Regions from separate parts of the Mus musculus genome. Here region 1 is linked to region 2. The links are chromatin contacts, called in public HiChIP or PLAC-seq maps. All regions are on one chromosome and are shown on one strand. Each heading gives the region's core, a stretch centred on a gene start, on an enhancer-like site or on the middle of the called end of the contact. The rest is flanking DNA. Distances are from core to core; before and after follow the strand shown.

Region 1 (4,892 bases), core at 667-3,166, 300 kb after region 2:
TATATAACATGGGAGCCTTAATCCCTCCACACTGTAAAGCGTGCTCCTTCCTGGTTGTCTTGAACCAGGGCATCACTGTGTAGCTGGACCTGACCTGGAGTCTGTGACTCTCCTGCCTTAACCCCACCCCCACCCCCAGCCCCACCCCGTAGGCCACGCCCTGTTACTTTGCCCTTTTTGTGGCCAAATGATACTCAGTCTTTAGCTCCACTTTACTTGATGGACAGACTATTTCCACTGGGTAATACTCAACATTCATGTGCAGGCATTTTTGGGGGCCATATGTTTTCAATAATTTTGGGTCTATAGCAAGGAGTGGAATTGCTGGATTGTATGGTAATTCTGTATTTAACTTTCTGAAGAACTGCCAAACTTTAAGCAGGGTTTTGTATAAATATAAGGATCATGTTTTCCATTTTATTTCAACACTGGAAATTGTATGTCAGGATAAGAATTAAAAAAAAAAACAAAAAACCTTAACAAAAGGCATGAAATTTTTAGGATATGCATTTTAAGCAAAATTTACTGAGATAAGCAAAAGCAGGAAAGAGGTAGTTTTCAAGCTCTGGGATACTCAAAAGGTTTATTTGAGTTATTCATGTAATCTTTTAGTTCTTACATATTTCTTTTTAGTATGTGTGTGTATATGTGTTGTGTCACATACGTGCCATGGTGTATGTATGGAGGCCAGAGGATACCTTTTTCTTCTTTTGAACCAGAGTCTATGTAGCTGTGGCTGTCCTGGAACTCAGTGTATAGACCAGGCTGGCCTGGATCCTACAGAAATCCACCCGCCTTTGCCTCCCAAGTGGTGGGATTAAAGACGTTGCATCACCAAGCTCAGCCAGAGGGCAACTTTTACTGATGATCTGATATCCCTGAAAACCATATAAAGAGCGAGACCAGGTGATGCACTTACGTAACCTTAGCATGCTGAGATGGGAAGGGGGAGACAGGATAATCGCTTAAGTTTGCTGGTCAGCAGCCAGGAGTATAAGGGCAAAGCTGCAGAAACAAGAGAGACCCTGTCAGTAAACAAGATGGATCCGATGCATGTTGGATGCACGCGCACATGCACACACACCCCTCACTCATTTATTTGAAGATGGCAGATGGCCTGTCTTAACTTGTGAACAGCCAGTGTGGGAGTTCTCAGTCTGGCAGTGGGTGCCTAGCGATGCCTGTCCCGAAGGACAAAAGTGGAGCTTTCTTATTAAAGGGAAGGCAGAGAAGAGAAAGTGTTAAAAGTACCTTCCGGGCCCAGAGACTAGTTAGTACTTGATTGCAGAGGGAGACCCTGTACTTATGAGCAGAGCCCTGGCAGGAACCCTGTGCTAAACACAGGCAGTGCTGGGTGCTTTGAAATCAGGGAAACAGGGCAGGAGAGGGGTTGCTGGGCTGGAGGCGGGAAGGGGAGGTGGGGGGTGGCAGGAGGGGGGTAAATTCCATTCTCTCAGGTGCAGGTGATCAGCTTCTTTTTGTAGTTAACTTTATTGCACTTCTCTGATCCTACTGCTGGTCCTGAGGTGGGGATTATGTGGAATAGCTCCAGGTAGAGATGGAGACTGTGTGGGGGTCTGAGGGGGTGTGGGGAGAGGTGGGAAGATGGGGGGGGGACACGACAAATCCAGGCATGTGGCTCGGGGATGTTGTCACCAGAGGCAGGCACATACCAACCCTGTTGGTGAAAGTGAGGTGGATAAGTGAGGCCCTGCGTAGGCCTTCCTTAGAGTCTCAGGCAGTGTAAGACAGCAGCTCTCTGGGAAAACATAGAAGGGAGAGGAGTGTGCCTAAACAAAGTCACACCCAGAGATGGGAAAGGCGCCCAGACCTGGCAAAACATGCTCCACATACGACCGTGGCGCCACCCACCTCCCTGTCGACCGGCACATCAGGGAGGCCACCCTTGCTGGGCTGCTGGTGTCCTGTCCATCCACACAGGAACTGCTGACACAAGGCATTCCGTGGTGATCCCACGTAGGAGGGTGTGACGTTGTAAAGGCTCACACGTAATGACTGGTGCTTGGCAGGTCTGGGCCTGCGTGCCTTCTCACAACTTACCTTTCTGGAGACCTGGGAGAAAAGCTCCTCCCTTCAATATTTACCACTTCCCCACGGGAAGAGGTGTATGTGCGCACCTTCTCGGTGAGCCGATTCTCTTAGAATGTAATGTCCGGACATTGCCCACTTCCTAGTACAGAGCGGAGGTACCTGTGTATTGTACCGCACTTCCTTCTTTGCCTTCCGTGTCTGGAAGATCTGGAGTTAAATCTGAATGCCTAAAGCCCTAGCCCAGTTAAGCAGGAGTTTCTGCAAGAATTTTCTATCTTTTTTTTTAAATTCCCCACATGAATTGCTTTCATTTGAAATTACTTTTAATTTTTAACCTTTGAAGCATTAGAACCAGATTTCCTTGCTTGAGAGCATGGATAGTTATGTACATTATGGGTTCTGATCCCACTGTAATTATGCCTTCTTACTTCACTGAAGCAGAAACTAAGCCACATAGCTTGAAAGGAGCTGGGGGTCTGCCGAGCTCTTGGTGACCAGGCCTGAGTTTAAATCTGAATCTCTCGCTTCCAAGCCTGCTGCTGCTCTGTTCCTGACTGAGATTGCCGCTCAGTTTCCCTGGATCCAAGTCACTGCTCTTATCTCTTCATTATTAGCAAACCTCACTGAGATAGTACTACATTCTGCATAGAAGAAGGAAGAGTCGGAGACTTGGATGGGTGGGCAGGTCGGTGTCAGGAGGCGCAGAAGACCCTGTGAAGAGGACATGGATTTGGACAGAAGAGGCTCTGTCCCTCTGGGGTCTGCCTTCTCATGCAAAGGCCAAAGTAGGGTGCACACAGGGTAGGAGTAACCCCTCCTTTTCCAAGTTTCTTTCCTTCTTCCCACCTCTCCCCTACCACGATAAGCATCCATCCAAGGAGTCCCATGGAAGGACCTGTTTGTTGTGTCTGCCAGATTGGAGCCAGAGACACACTAGAGCAGTTCGGAATTCATTCTGGATGAAATCTCAAATATTCTTCTGTCTGAGTCAGACTCTGGTGGTTTTTAAAAATAGGCTCACACCGACGGGTGACCCAAACTACAACAGGCTCGAGGTAGCTGGAACAATGCGTGCAAAAACAAGTCAGGAACTGAGGCTTGCCACCCGACTGCAGATAATTGTTGTACTCCTTGTACTTCCGTAGTGCAAGCTTTTGTTGATCTAGAGCCCTGCTGTGCCCCAGGAGTGCATTCCAGCCTCTTAGATGAACACCACTGTTTCATTTCATACTTAAGTGAACCTAGGTCCAGGTTGCACCCCTGGTCTGGCTTGTTTCCAGGAGGAGGAGGAGGAAGAGGAGGAAGAGGAGGAAGAGGAGGAGGAGGAGGAGGAGAGGGAGCACGGAGGATTGGGTTCTGTGTCTTATTTATAGAGCCAGGACTTTGCTTATGGAGGAGCAGCTGGCCATACAGGAGACAGGGGGCTTCTCTGAGCTGTGGTCCTGACCAACCAAGTGTGGACCCCTTGAGTGGTGGTGAGGGCACTCTGGTTCTTGCATCTCTAAGTACATGAAAAGTATACCCAAATTTCAAATGCTCAAGAGCTGTTTTGCCCCAGGCCAAATAGGACACCTGGCAGCCCCAACCAGCCAGCAAACTGTTACCTGGTGAGAGCTGAACTTTGAAGTCAGTTCTAAGTGATTTGTGGTTTGAAATGATGGCATAATTTAGGGATTTCTATCTCTCAGTTACTCTCCAAACCCTGGGGGTGGGTCAGCTAGCAGGTCCCCTTGCCCCTCCCTTTAATTAAACTCCCCCCCCCGCCCCCACCTGCTGGCTGTCTTACTATAGAAGTTAAATCCCTTTCATCCTTTTTATATTTGGTCACAATTTGGAGTGTCTTTTCTCTTCCCGCCTTTCTTTTTTTAATGGTAAATATAGTATATGTCCCATACGTAGAATGTATATATTCTTTGACACTTTTTTTTTGTTTTTTGTTTTGTTTTGTTTTGTTTTGTTTTTTGAGACAGGGTTTCTCTGTGCAGCCCTGGCTGTCCTGGAACTCACTTTGTAGACCAGACTGGCCTCGGACTCAGAAATCCACCTGCATCTGCCTCCCGAGCACTGGGATTAAAGGCGTGCGCCGCCACCACCCAGCTTCTTTTATATAACGCAGTTATTTATAGTTCTAAGTATCTACTCTGGTTCCTCCTTAGATCACAAACGTCCTTCTTCCTAAATAATGGTAAATTCCTGTGTAGGGCAGTAAGTTAGCTATCCATGCCCGGGATCCGATCAAGGACTGCCTAGAATCTAACAGCTATATGTCAAATAGAGGCACTTATAATAAAGCAATATTAAGGGAAAGCACACAGATCCGTTTACCAACTAAAGCAAGGACATTGGAGCATTCATTATACAGAATGCCACAATTCCAGGAGACTAAGTTTCTGTGAGCTTTTTGCCTTGGGACAGGGCCCAGGTTTTCGGGGCCTGTCGCGCTTGTCACTACTGGAGTGAATATAGCACTTTTATAACTCTATTTAATGAGTGTTGGTAATTTCAGCCCCACCCATTGCCTTCTTTTAGGCCCTTCCATTGGACCCTTTCTTCCTACATCTCCTTTCTATTCTCAGGTCTGTAGTGTGTGTGTGTGTGTGTGTGTGTGTGTGTGTGTGTGTGTGTGTGTGTGTGTGCACGTGCGTGTGTGTGCACATGCAGATAAAGCAAGAGTCCTATCACTGGACCTGAAGCTGGACTAGAGCTCAGCGAACTTCAGTGATCTTCTTGTCTCTGCCTCCCACAATGCTGGTGTTATAAACACACTAGGCTGCACCTGTGTTTTTATGTAGGTACTGGGGATTTGAACTCAAGTCATAATGTCTGCACAGCAAGTGTTC
Region 2 (4,470 bases), core at 1,548-4,047:
ATTTCAGTGAATCAGAATGTTAACGATACTCATACCTGGCCGGGCATGTAGTTCAGAGGCAGGGCACTTGCTTAGGACAAGGAAGGGACAGTGAGATAAGAGGCCTCACAGTCTCAGTGACCCTCAGAGTCTCAGTCCTCAGTCTCTTCAGAGAAAAGAAAGAAGACAGTGCAGAAGTATAGCTTAGGGGCAGAACGTGTCCTAGTGGGAGACCCAGGCTTTCAACCCTCACAGTCAGCAGACAGATAAGACACTCTAGCAATGTCCGCTGAGTTTCGTTGAATTCCAAGAACATTTTGAATTTCTCAAGGCATCCTTAGAATAAACCTGGTATCTTGATCAAATGCCATTGGGCATATGGATATCATAACAATACAAGGCTCTTCCCACCCCCACATCCTGCTTTTTTGGTACTAGGTCTTACTTTGTAGCCTAGGCTGGTCTTCTACTTGTTATACAGTCTAGGCTGGCCTCGAATTTGAAGCTATAACTCAGCCTTCCAAGTGCTGGGTTTCTGGGTGTGAGCCACCAAGCTCTGCAAGTCCTGAAACCTGCCTCAGTGTCAGAATCAATAGTCAAATGTGTGTGTGCACGCATATGTGTGTGTGTATGTGTTTGTCTGTATGTGCATGTTCATGTCTGTATGTGTCTGTGTAGATTCCCTAAGAGCCTTTGACCTAGAAATTTGGATTATGAGAAGTATTCCTGGTGAATCTTTGTTGTTGTTGTTGTTGTTGTTTTTTAAATTTCCTATGAGCATACAAAGTAGCAGGTTCCTTATGCCATTTTCACGCCTATATCGTTGTCCTTTGTGTACAACCAGATCTGAGAAGTGTCGCCTTAAAAGTCCCTGTGGCACTCCACCTTTTTCCCTGCAAGGAACCTTCTAGATGCAGGAGCCAAAGCTAGTCTTATGTACCATGGCACACATGCCTAGTCCTGCCCCATTAGGGGCAGCAGGAATCCGCTAACTGGCCCAGCCTCCCAAGGTTTATTCTGAATTTCTGCAAGGACAGTGCGTCTCCGTTGGGTCTGCAGAATGCCTGCATCCAATCACCCGAAGACTCACTGGAATAGACTCAAAATTTGAGTTGAAATCTGCATTTTACACAAACATACTGGTGATTCTTAAGCACAGTTCGATTTTGGAACTATTGTTATTTAACAATTCCACGAACCTGTAAAGAGAGAATTCCGAGTCTGAACAGGTGGGTAGTGCTGCCTGTGTCAAAGGCAGGCCTTTTACTGCATAATAACAATCCGTGCACATGAGTGGCCCTGGGTCTTGCTTCTAGTTTGCCTGGTAAGGTCTTCCCTAGGGAGAAGTGCTTGGGCCCCAAATACTCTCAAGTGCAGCCAGTGTTCTCCCTAAAGCCACATCCCATCCCCCCTTTCAGAAGGTAGGGAACAGAGATATGACCTTACTATTCTGAGATTTGCTCTGTAGACCAGACCAGCTTTGAACTTGTAGAGATCCCCCTACCCCAGCCTCGCAAGCGCTGACATTCCAGCGTGCACCACCACATCACCTCTCCCACCCTTAGTTTAATCTGATTTAGTTTCATTTTAACACTTTTATTGGGGCTCTTATGAGTTTCCCAATGACAGTGGTGATCCTAGCTCCTAGCATTCGAGTCCAAGAGCTCCTGAAATTTCGAGAAGTGGATAAGTGTACTTTTCTGGGAGGGAGTTCAGGACTGCCGCCAGATTCCCAGAGGCATCCTTGGCCCTAAAGGGAGAAAGATTGTGGATCAGAACATAGGAATTTTTTAGAAGATTAAACAGTGGAAAGCGATAAGACGAGGGTCTGGGTGGAGATTTTTACAGCAAAGCCAAATTACCACAGCCCTCGGAGTCACCTCCCTCTCTCCTGGCTCCCTCCTGACTCTCTGTGTCTTCCTTTATTTCTCCCTTTTTCTGTTCTTTTTCTTTGCCCTCAGTTCCTCCCATGTCCTATCTTTCTTGATAACTTCAACCAGAGGCAAGTTTGTTCCACCTATGGGATACCATTGTATGTGGGAGATTCTTATTTTTAAGAGTGTGTTGGACTTTTAGTATGTCTCTGAAGTGGAAAGGGCTTTAGGTGCCTGGAAGTCCTGCTTTATGGGTCTGGCTCCTGTTCCGTTTTCTATGGGCAGAATGGCAGCCAGGAGTGCTAGGAGGATTACTCAGTCTCACTCCTTTCTCTCATCCTGAGTTTGGTTCTGATAGAGTGACTGGCCGGAATGTTAGCTCCCTGGCCCCAAACCCCACCCTACAACTGAGATGGGTCCACGGGATTGTTTTCATCTTGCTGCCGTTCGCACTAAAGGGTAGAGAATGGAACCACATGCTGAAGAGGCCGTGGAGCCCGATCAATGGTACGGAGCAAGTGAGAGTCAGTGTTGCCCAGTTTCTGCCCTTGTGTGGGATCCAACTCTGTGGGCAGGCGGCCTCCCTGGCCGGCCTCCCTGGCCAGAGTTCTGGGGACGAATGCCTGGTGTATGAAATCACTGGCTTGGGAGGTTCTTTAACATTACTGAGCAAGGATGGAGCTCCGAGGAATGGGCGAGCATGTTCTGCCTGCGACCCTCCACGCTCCCGCTCAGCCAGCCTTGTGTGCCTCTCGCTATAGGGGCCGAGGTCGGTGGCCCCGTGGCATTGAGTAGTCTGCGGAGTGCTCCGCTGTGGCGGTGGGAGAGCAAATCACGACACTTAGAGGCTAAAGCACTTTGGGAACACTGACTATGCGTGTGGAGGCATCACGACGGAGGGTGGGGCTGCCAGGCATGCCTGTATCCTGCACATCGGAGAGTGGGCAGTCACAGCGAGTCGCTGAGGCAGAGCGCCGCTGTCTAAGGTTGACTGGAGATCCAGGCGCCTGTGGAGGATGGCGGGTGGAGCTGGCTGAGCCGGGCTTCCTCCTAGGGTTGTCGTCATAAATTTGCAATTTATACAGTAATGTGGGGATTGACCTGGTGCACCCCTGCTTTCTTCCCTGTGTCCTCACTCTGGGGTCCAGTGCTGAGATTTCTGAACTCATAATGAAGCAGTCCTCAGGCCTGCTCACTGTTCCGACTCCCAATCCATGTTAGTCCTGGACCCCCATGTACTCTGCAGGCGTCCATGCACGCTCCTCTTTGTGGACAAGTTCTGAGAAGATACTGAGGCTGCTTCCGGCTTAGCAGCAGCAGCAGGCCAGGCCTAGGAAGCCTCTGGAACACCTCCCTGGGGGAACACAGGTGAAGTTTTAGGCCCTACAGGGGCTTGGCAAGAGGCTGTCGTTGCTGGCCTGGTGCTAAAGGTTACAGCACAATTACTGTCCTGAGCCCTGCTTTTAGAGTTAGGCCCCTCATAGCAAATCCCAGCTTGGCTGCAACATGCTACTCAGATCCTACCAACCTCTTTTCCCTCATATCTGAAAACAAGTGGTAATGGCTGCCCTGCTGGACTGTCAAAGAATGAAGTAAGATACTGTCAATGTGAGACCCGGTGTGGACCCTGGCATGAAGCAGGTGCTCCACAGAGAGTTATTGTAGCCATCACTGCTTATCCTAAAAGGAGAAGCCCCTGGAAGCCACTGGGTTGTGTGCTAAGACAGTGTTTCTCAGGTCTCAGGATCTAGGGCCCGTGTGAAAATGAAAATTCTTGTGTGCTTGGTCAGGGATGAGGAAGGAGCGGACCCACGAGCATTCTTTGAACAGTGCTCAGGCCCTGCTGCTCCTGGGACTAGGCTCTGCACTGTGAGGCAGGCACGGGGACACTTTAATCCAAGCCATCTGGATGAGACCTTACTCCTCTGTTTCTTTGTGTCGGTGGCTGTCATTACAACACTTTCTACCCCATTAACAAAGCTTCCAGGTACCACATCCCGATGATGACATCCAGTCTGAGCCGAGGAATTGATGCAGAAGGAAGAGGGACCCTGAGGTGTCTCCTGTTAGGAGATACCCCAGACAGCACCTCACTCTGCATGAGCCTTGAAGGCTATGGGTGCCTGGAGCAGTGAGCTCTGCCAGCCTCTGAGGGGACATGGGAACAGATTAGAGCAGTAGAGCCAGCATGCTGCCACTGTCACAGGGCCACCTAGGTTGATAGCATATTACCCCAAGGCTAGTTCTGGCTTGTGGGGACCACTGTTAAATGTTGTTCCCAGTCCTCAAGTCCTGGTGACCAGAAGAGTCTTGGAAGTGGGAACATGTGGGCCAAGTATGACTCCTTAGAACACCTGACACTGAGACACCCAAACCTCTGCTTCTGATAGCCTCCTTGCCTGACTCCTTAGAACACCTGACACTGAGACACCCAAACCTCTGCTTCTGATAGCCTCCTTGCCTGCCTCTCCACTGCTGACACACCAAGCCCCCCCCCACCCCCCCCCGGTGTCAGCAAAGGGAGCCCAGGCTTCCACCTAAACTCAAGAACACACAGGGCTCTGTCCGTATCTGCACTGGACAGATAGATAACAGCAAGCCTAGCACTGATCTTTCC

The links. HiChIP or PLAC-seq counts read pairs in DNA pulled down with a chosen protein or histone mark.
Region 1: a CTCF HiChIP or PLAC-seq map of the NIH/3T3 cell line shows a contact between it and region 2, with 5 read pairs. The contact joins two enhancer-like sites. A contact is called at or near these places in 1 of 15 datasets of contacts at CTCF or cohesin (the NIH/3T3 cell line), 1 of 484 Hi-C or Micro-C datasets (embryonic stem cells) and 1 of 115 datasets of contacts at active chromatin or transcription factors (pancreatic cancer cells).

The regions. Positions count from the first base shown.
Region 1 is chr16:33,870,330-33,875,221 of GRCm38.p6, forward strand. All of the region lies in intron 3 of Itgb5 (integrin beta 5), which reads left to right. Among named protein-coding and RNA genes, the nearest start is that of Itgb5, 43 kb to the left of the region's middle. Within about 2 kb of position 1,917, at least 74 of the 459 cell types and tissues checked have an H3K27ac peak or open chromatin away from gene starts, as enhancers often do. A contact at or near this core is called in the NIH/3T3 cell line, where this site is marked.
Region 2 is chr16:33,574,179-33,578,648 of GRCm38.p6, forward strand. All of the region lies in intron 4 of Slc12a8 (solute carrier family 12 (potassium/chloride transporters), member 8), which reads left to right. Among named protein-coding and RNA genes, the nearest start is that of Slc12a8, 58 kb to the left of the region's middle. Within about 2 kb of position 2,798, at least 58 of the 459 cell types and tissues checked have an H3K27ac peak or open chromatin away from gene starts, as enhancers often do. A contact at or near this core is called in the NIH/3T3 cell line, where this site is marked.